Linked DNA regions of Mus musculus: regions 1 and 3 are each linked to region 2. Evidence: chromatin contacts called from public Hi-C and HiChIP or PLAC-seq data. All regions are on one chromosome and are shown on one strand. The core of a region is the stretch at or near the end of the contact, and the rest is flanking DNA. Distances in the headings are between cores, read along the strand shown.

Evidence for each region. A called contact is a pair of places that touch in the nucleus more often than the background predicts. HiChIP or PLAC-seq counts read pairs in DNA pulled down with a chosen protein or histone mark.
Region 1: a Hi-C map of the G1E-ER4 cell line shows a contact between it and region 2, with 2.8 times the contacts expected there. The contact joins the enhancer-like site here to the promoter of Arl15 in region 2. A contact is called at or near these places in 3 of 39 promoter capture datasets (embryonic stem cells, frontonasal cranial neural crest and macrophages), 6 of 484 Hi-C or Micro-C datasets (the G1E-ER4 cell line, embryonic stem cells, morula and 1 more) and 8 of 115 datasets of contacts at active chromatin or transcription factors (the SCID.adh cell line, bone marrow-derived macrophages, embryonic stem cells and 3 more).
Region 3: an H3K4me3 HiChIP or PLAC-seq map of bone marrow-derived macrophages shows a contact between it and region 2, with 4 times the contacts expected there. The contact joins the enhancer-like site here to the promoter of Arl15 in region 2. A contact is called at or near these places in 1 of 39 promoter capture datasets (macrophages), 1 of 15 datasets of contacts at CTCF or cohesin (CD8 T cells), 9 of 484 Hi-C or Micro-C datasets (CD8 T cells, bone marrow-derived macrophages, embryonic stem cells and 5 more), 12 of 115 datasets of contacts at active chromatin or transcription factors (CD8 T cells, the HPC-7 cell line, the SCID.adh cell line and 4 more) and 1 of 9 other capture datasets (adipose tissue).

What each region holds. Positions count from the first base shown.
Region 1 is chr13:113,754,773-113,757,727 of GRCm38.p6, reverse strand. No RefSeq gene overlaps it. Among named protein-coding and RNA genes, the nearest start is that of Gm31276, 20 kb to the right of the region's middle. Within about 2 kb of position 1,652, at least 20 of the 459 cell types and tissues checked have an H3K27ac peak or open chromatin away from gene starts, as enhancers often do. A contact at or near this core is called in the G1E-ER4 cell line, bone marrow-derived macrophages, intestinal villus epithelium and 1 more, where this site is marked.
Region 2 is chr13:113,793,215-113,795,914 of GRCm38.p6, reverse strand. Arl15 (ADP-ribosylation factor-like 15) reads right to left here and starts at 1,407. Exons shown (of 5, transcript NM_172595.4): 1 at 1,219-1,407. The coding sequence starts at 1,266.
Region 3 is chr13:113,827,200-113,830,155 of GRCm38.p6, reverse strand. The region is part of intron 1 of Arl15 (ADP-ribosylation factor-like 15); the gene reads right to left. Among named protein-coding and RNA genes, the nearest start is that of Arl15, 34 kb to the right of the region's middle. Within about 2 kb of position 1,340, at least 68 of the 459 cell types and tissues checked have an H3K27ac peak or open chromatin away from gene starts, as enhancers often do. A contact at or near this core is called in CD8 T cells, the SCID.adh cell line, bone marrow-derived macrophages and 2 more, where this site is marked.

The DNA of each region.
Region 1 (2,955 bases), core at 403-2,902, 38 kb after region 2:
TGAACCTTGTTATCTCTTTTAGGCAAGATAGACTCCTTGTACTATGATTAAGATAAAAGGAGTTATTGGGATAAACGTCAGTTATGTGTTTATTGTTATGTATCAGTTATATAGTTTACTCTTAGACAAAAAGTGTCACATCTCAACCTCCTTTTAAGCCCAACCCTCATCAGTTCCTTATCTTATAAACTCCACCATATACTTTTGCTTCAGACAGCAGATTCAAGACTTTATCTGCTTCCTCGAGTGCACACTAATGGCTAACACTACACTAAACTTTCATGAGTTCATGACACTTCAGTCAAATGTGTGATGTATGTTTGTGCGGTAAATGTGGAGTGGCCTTTAGGAAATACCAGGATGGATATATTTTGAAGGATATTTTACCTCCCTGTGTGACTAAGACTCAGGACTGAACATCTTTTGCTAATGTTTTCAAAAGCATTTTGTAGGAGAGTGATTGGTCCTAATAGCACCACTGCCTAGGTCAGAGATGGGGGGAAAGTAACAGGGACAAACCAAGCCTGTTTGGTAGGTGTACTGGCTGGTTTTGTGTTAACTTGACATAAGCTGGAATTATCACAGAGAAAGGAGCTTCAGGTGAGGAAATGCCTCCATGAGATCCAGCTGTAAGGCATTTTCTCAATTAATGATCAAGCAGGGAGGGCCCCTTGTGGGTGGGACCATCCCTGGGTTGGTAGTCTTGGGTTCTATAAGAAAGCAAGCTGAGCAAGCCAGGGGAAGCAAGCCGGTAAGTAACATCCCTCCATGGCCTCTGCATCAGCTCCTGCTTCCTGACCTGCTTGAGTTCCAGTCCTGACTTCCTTTGATGATGAACAGCAACGTGGAAGTGTAAGCAGAATAAACTCTTTCCCCCCCCAACTTGCTTCTTGGATGTGATGTTTTGTGTAGGAATAGAAACCCTGACTAAGTCAGTAGGAATGTGGCGGATTTGTGTATGTCCTGCTGTTGCACTGCTTTCCCACTGTGGCAACACAGTTGAACGGTCTGCAACAGAGGTCATCGACCTACAGAGATAGGAATACTTACCCCTCGAACCTTTACTGGAAAAAGATGCTAATTCCTGGTTTATGTAAGAAAATTTGCCAGCAGCTCTCTTCAGGAGGTTTTTCTTTTTCAGAAAGGATATGCCCTGAGGTCTTGCCACAGGCTGACAAAATAGGACTAAATGTCTTTTGAGAGTACAAAAGGAACTGAATGTGAAGAAACGCTTGAGGAAGAGTCCTGGGCGCTGAGGCCTCTGGGTCAACTATGTTCTTTATTATACTGGTTGCCTCGCACAAATTGTTAGTTGTAAAACCCCTTGGGAGGATATGTGGAGCACCCTAACTTCTACCCCAAAGAATCCAAAAGTTAGGGATTCTGACAGTTAATTGTGACCATCTTGATAGGATAAGGTTTCTTGGTTGAGACAGAGAACTGAATCCTGAAAGTTGTCCTCTGGGTGCATGTGCACCCCACACACTCACACACACACACACACACACACACACACACACACACACGGGCGCACACACACACACACACACACACACACACGTGCACACACACACACACACTCACACACACACACACAAAATAAAGTTACTATGGAAACAGACTTCTGGGCATGTCTGTGAGTGTTAATTGCTTGATTAGGTTATGGAGGGGGGAGGACAGACCCTGACTGAATACCAGACTGAATGGGGAGGAGGAAGTCAGCTGAGGATCAGCAGTTCTCTGTTTTGTCACCGGTAATGTGACAGCTGTCCTAAGTTCCTGCTACCCTCCTTCCCTGCTGTGATAGACGGGCTGTATCCTCAGACCGAGAGCCTCAAGTTGCTTCTGTCGGGCATTTTTGTCTCAGCAACAAGGCAAGTCACTAGTACAGGGATCGTTAAATGTTATTAAAGCTGAGGAAAGAGAGAACACCCTGATCTGTGAGATTAAGCGATGACAAAATGCATAACACAGCTGTAGAACTCAACATGTGATGTTCTATGCATTATTAAATAATTTCCTGTTCTTACCGTTGCAATACCATTCCTTCAAACAAGCAAACAAACAACCCTTGAATTTCTCCTGCAAGGGACATGTTGAAAGAAACAAAGGAGAATGAGACACCAACAACCAATGATACAGGCTGCTAACTCTATGCCAAGACCCGGTTCTCCAGGCCCTGAGAGTGTTGGAGCCCCAGAGCAATGAAGAACTTTATAGCAGCCAAACATGTGGGTTCTCCAGAGGCTGCTTCCAACTACAGAATCACAAGGCACTCCATGAACATACAAACCTGCCATGATCTTCCCACATCCCTTGCTTGTCAAACCTGGATCTAGAAAGAGCTAGACCTGGAACCCAGCAAAGAAACTCAGGAATAGACTAGGGTTTAAAGAAATAAGTCTGATATTCAAAACCAAACAAGAAATACTGGTAAGTAAAAGATATTAGGAAATAAGTCTTCACTCTTCCCTTGTGCCTCTGATGGGTTCAAAGTTCACCGGCACACACTTCATTCTCTGCTTAGCCTGAAGTTCAGCACTTAATGAGGTCAGTCTTAATGATTAATCAGCGCCAGCACAGCCCTGGGGCCAAGAGGGGACTTTAATTTCCTTTTACAGACGAGGAAAGGGAGGATTTGAGGAGTCACTACACCTTCTATCGTTCAGGTTTCCTCTTGAGGATTGAGAACACATTTCAGGGTGTCTGATTCCTATAGTGTTCCTCCAGGTCGCCCTGGAGACCCAAGAACTTGGGCTCAGACTCACTGGACTTTTATCTCATACACTGCACGACCTCATCATTAGGGGGAATCTCTGTTTGTGCTTCCTTCTCTTTGAAACAGTCAAAGTTCCTGCTTATGCTCAAGTGGGAACTGAAGCTCAAACATGATTGCAGGTATGACGTTGTGATTCCGTGGGCTCCACAGAATCTGTTTTCCTGCATACAACCTGC
Region 2 (2,700 bases), core at 158-2,657:
ATATTTGAGAATCATCAACCTACAAGGACGCTTAAAGAATGTTCACAGATAGCCCACCTAACCTGGCGCAGCGATAACACCCCTTTATGACAAAGATAGAAGTCACTGCCATGAATACATAGACAGCAAAACCAAAATTCAACTGAGACTCTGACTTCGGCTCTGTTCTCAAGGTCGCGCACTAACTGGTCTCCATCCTTGCCAGTTTCTACACACCTGAATAAACCCTCATACACTGGTAACGTTACAACGCAGCCCTCTCTTTCTTGGTCTGGAAAGTATTCGGTCTTTCTCCGTACAGCCTTAAGTGTAATTCCTAGAAGGCACTGACAAATCTCTGCTAGGCCAATCTGCAGTGGAAAAACCATGTGTCCTACAGGATGACAGAAGGGCCAACACTTCTAACCCTCTACTTCAGCACTGCATGGCAACAGCCGTTCGTTCTGACACCATCCACGCAGAAAATGGGCAGGATCGAACACGGTTCATGTCAAAAAGGATCTGCTTGACCACAAACAGGCAGCTCTGTGGAAATACAATTTCTGGAACGAAAACACGAGGCTTGCACAATTCTAGAAACACGTCTAAGTGTTCCGTTCCAGCGCTGTGCTAAAAAAACTTTTCCTACCTAAACTTCCCAGCACGGGGCTGATCTCAAACCGATTGCCAAACCATGCACACCATGCACAAAAGCGGCGTGCACCACAACCACAGCCGCGGGGCAATGCCTGTCCCTGCCCAATCCTGCTCAGGCCGGGTTGCAATGTGGTTTAGTCCAGTCTACTTTCTGGTAATGTGTTTTTAAAATCCCGCCACGACCCAGGTCATTCCTTTAGAGATCTAATAACGACCAAATGACCGGACCTGCCAGGCACTTAGCGAGCCATTCTGCTTATGGCTCTTTAATAGCTCTTGGAGTTCTGCTAAGAGGAGAGCGGAAAACTCCAGCTTCCCCGGAAAGAAAGTCCTGCGCCGGGAGCGCGGAGAGGCGCGCGGAGCGTGGCCCCATCTCCCGCAGTCCCGCCGGTCCCCTCCGCGCCTTTACCTGTCAGCCCGTCCTCTCCCCCCGCCGCCGCCCCTCAGAGCCAGCCCCGGGAGAAAGCAACCCAAGGCATCCCATCCCAAAGAAAGAAAGCCGAGAGGCTGCTGCTCCAGGCAGGGGGCCATGGGCCACCGCGAGATCCGAGAGGCGACATGCCGCCGGCGCCCCGCACCTACCAGATAATCCATGTACAGAAACGCCTCAGTTATCCGGAGATCAGACATCCGGCAGCCTAAAGCATCCGGAATGGCTCCGAACCCGGAAAAAAAAAAAAAGCAGCAGCGTCTCGGGCTGCCAGCGAGCAGCTCCTGAAAAAGCCAGCAACAGCGAAGATCGCCGAGAGCAGCCGAGGAGCCGAAGATTACACCAGGGAAGCGACGATTGGCTGGGAGGGCGGGCCGAGGAAAAGGAGCGCGCTCATTGGCCGGAGTGTCTATAAAAGGCAGTCCCCCCGGTGGAGGGCAGCAGAGAAGCGCGGGACCCGGGACGGTGCTGGTTCCTGTTTGCTGGGGGAGGGGCGGGCGGAAACGCGCTGCGGCCCCGGGAGGCCGACTCTCAGCCTCTAGTCCGCTCGAGACCCGGCAAGCAGCCTGCCTGAGATTGAAGAGCAGCGGCGGCGGCGTCCCCGCCCACCCCTCCTTAAGAAAGCAGCCCAGGGCGGTGGGAGGCAGTTGCCCCGAGCGCCTTCCTGTGGCCTTGAAACGCCCTGGACCTGCGGATTAGAAGGGCAGACACCTTAAAGAAGGCAAACTGTGCAGTACTGGGGACTGCATTGACCCTCCAGGGTGTGGGTGTCTGCTACGGCGGACAACTTGAACTTGACCTTCCTGCGGCTCAGCACCAGTGCAGTCCAGACTAGGAACCTAGAGACTCACAAGTAAATTGATCACCCCAAACATTGAAGGAGACAGGCATCTGATCTTTGCATGCTTAATCCAATGTACCTGAATAGAATGAGCGGTGGGATTGTGAAAGTCCTCTAAAGGACCCAAGTAATACTGTTTGTGAACCTTATCTTAGGAAAAACAGAGCCGGTGCACTTGAGACTTGTGCGTTTCCTAAATTAAAAAAAAAAAAAAGAAAAAAAGAAAAAAAAAAGCAAGCCGGGCGGTGGTGGCGCACGCCTTTAATCCCAGCACTTGGGAGGCAGAGGCAGGTGGATTTCTGAGTTCGAGGCCAGCCTGGTCTACAGAACGAATTCCAGGACAGCCAGGGCTACACAGAGAAATCCAGAGAAACCCTGTCTCAAAAAAACAAACAAACAAACTTGGGGCCCGGGCAGTGGTGGTGCACGCCTTTGATCCCAGCACTTGGGAGGCAGAGAGGCAGGCGGATTTCTGAGTTCGAGGCCAGCCTGGTCTACAGAGTGAGTTCCAGGACAGCCAGAGAAATACAGAGAAACCCTGTCTCGAAAAACCAAAAAATAAAAAATAGAAAAATTTTAAAATTTTTTTAAAAAAGAATTACTTGGAATTGAGTGAAAATGGGAGTCAAGCGAGATAAAGACAACGGTCAGTTCTGGATTTTTTTTCTTTCACCTCCAAGATTCAGGCTAGAAAGGACAGTCAAGGCAAAGGTGAGACAAGATAAGCATGCCATTTGGAGTTGGGTATGGAGAGGAGTAAAATATAGAATGGCAAGAAAATAAAAATCAAAAT
Region 3 (2,956 bases), core at 91-2,590, 34 kb before region 2:
CCTTCTGGCTGCTCTTCTTCTAAGAGACTAGTCTTCTGAAGGCCCCCTATCCTCACAACCTCACTCACATCTAAGCATCTCACAATGGTCCCATCTCCAGTGTCACCACATTGATAGTTCAAGCTTCGGCATACAAACTCTTTAGGGGACAGATCTCAAACCACAGCACTTATTTTATGAGCCTTGAAATGAATCCACATGCAGATTCTCTTCACGGAGTAAGCAGAGGTGAACACCTGCAGGGGCCGAGGCTCAGGCTAAATGTGAGGTATTTACTGATGAATACACTGTTATTGGAAGTCCTGCTATTCCCAGATCCTAGATGTAAATGACTGAGTACAGCTCTATCCTCTAAGGGGACACTCCAAAACCTTCACGTTTCTAAAACTTCAGATAATACCAAATCCTATATGCAGTATATTTACCTTATACATACATTCTCATGTCAAACCTTAATTAATACATTAGGCATAGCAAGCAATTAATAACAGGTAATGAAACAGAGAGACTCAATAGGATGACTTCAATGGAATAAAACTGCCCACATCACTAGCTTTGCGCCTTTCAGCCCACTGTTAAAAATTATTTGAATATAAGCAATGTAATACTGTGACAGTTGATCTAACAGGAGCCACTAAGCTAAATGACCTTAGCGATCAAGGAATATATATATATATATACAGCATACATACACCAGACCTAAAGGGGATTCATATACTACTGGAGTGTGGGAGACAGTTCAAAATCCATCTTGCAGCTCAAAATAGCATGCAATTTAAACTTATTTCTGGAATTTTCCATTTAGTGTCTTTGGATTCACACTCTGCTGTGTTGACTCACCGCAGCAGCCACAGAGATATGTCACTCAAACTTCCCTTCCACAGAAGTACAGTTGATGTGTCAGCTCCCAGCTGCCACAACTTTGGGCTCACCACAATATTTGTGCTGAGCTGTGTATCTGCCAAGGCCCAAAGTTAAGAGGCCTGGAGGTGAGATAGTTTCCTTCCAACATGGAACTTCTTAGGGAGGCTCCACCTGCCCAGCATCAACCTCCTCAGAGCCGTGTCTAGAATCCATCTTCTCCAGCCCTCTTCCCTCCCCACTTTAATAGGTATCTGATGAACAGAGGCTCTCTCTCTGCTCCTGCTGGTCCCCATTATTGTCTGGATCTGAAATGTGCCAACAGGTTCAGGTGCTAAAGGCTTAAATCTCCAGCAGAAGGCATTATCTATATGTTCAAGGAACTTTCGAAGGTGAAACCCCATAGAGTAAGTAGAAGTAGGTCAATGGGGCAGCTTTTCCTCTTTTAAGATCTCTTCTCAGATATGTGGTCACCATGATGTGGTGACAGTGATGTGGTCACAGTGAAAACGAAACTAATAAACTCTCCCCCGCCCCCTTCAGCCACCCCCATACTCCTCCAACTCAATTTTGAAATGCCAAACCCAAACTTGCTGTTTGCATCTCAGAAGACTAAGATTTCTTCATTTTTCTGGGGACAAACACCCACCTGTGATATGCCACTAAGCAAAAGGTGGAATAACTTTAGCTCTCATAACGGAAAACTAAAGGAAAAGCGCTCCCTTGCATACAACGGAACATCCAACATCCATGTACGACGTGCCCTGTGCCAGATGCTGTGTGTCTTAGTCAGGGTTTGTATTCCTGCACATCATGAGCCAAGAAGCAAGTTGGGGAGGAAAGGGTTTATTCGGCTTACACTTCCCACATTGCTGTTCATCACTAAAGGAAGTCAGGACTGGAACTCAAGCAGGGCAGGAAGCAGAAGCTGATGCAGAGGCCATGGAGGGATGTTACTTTCTGGCTTGCTTCCCCTGGCTTGCTCAGCTTGCTTTCTTATAGAACCCAGGACTACCGGCCCAGCGATGGTCCCACCCACAAGGGGCCTTTCCCCCTTGATCACTAATTGAGAAAATGCCTTACAGCTGGATCTCATAGAGGCATTTCCTCAATAGGGGCTCCTTTCTCTGTGAGAACTCCAGCTTGTGTCAAGTTGACACACAAAACCAGCCAGTACACTGTGCAACAGGCCCAGAGATGTGAAGACAAACACAGACACAAGACCAGCTCCTGTTCTCAAGGACGCTGGGGACAGTCTGAGTTCTTATATTTTCCTTGGAATTCTGCATTATTCATTTTAAACCATCTCCTTAGGCTTTTTGGATACATTTGATACATCCTCTGTGAAACTGGGGTGAGAAAACAAAATGACTTTGGGTAAACCTTGGGCAATCCTTACTTAAAACCATCATTTGACATTCAAAAGGAAACAGTATCTCCTGCCTACAGTCTCAGAACCCTCTCCTTGGACCTTCAGAGGGAAAAATGCCAAGACATTTTGCCACTGAATCTTAAGTTGTTTTTTTTTTTTTTAAAAAAAAGACTTGTCTAATGGTTACCCTCAGAGATGCCTCCCATATTCCTGAAGAAATAGGAGTGAGGCGATAGATAGTCAATTCACCCAGCCTCGAAACAAAAAACAAATCCCAACCATCTTTCTTCCGTTGCTTTCTTATTGCTGCAATGTGAAATACAGAGTAAGAGAGACATCGTTTATAGAATAGCATTCCAGGCATTAAAGTAGAACACTATTGCTCCGTTGAAAGCTAATTTCCTTCCCTCCACTCTCAGTGTCTTGACCTTACACTACTGATCATTTTAGTCTAGACGATTCTTCAGAGATTAGCAATTATGAGATGTGTAGCAATCTCCCGGCTTAGACTCGCTAGATGCCAATAGCCCCCCTTCCATCATTACCCCAGGTTGTAACAACCCAAAGTCCCCCTTGTGTTGCTATGGATCCCTGTAGGGCAAAGTGGAGTTGAGAATTGCTGCCCTAGAAACAACCACAAGCTGAACTGTTGCTTGAAGTTCATAGAAATGAATTCACGTGCTTTTCTACGGCTTCTTTCTCGAACACATATCCATGGTGTGC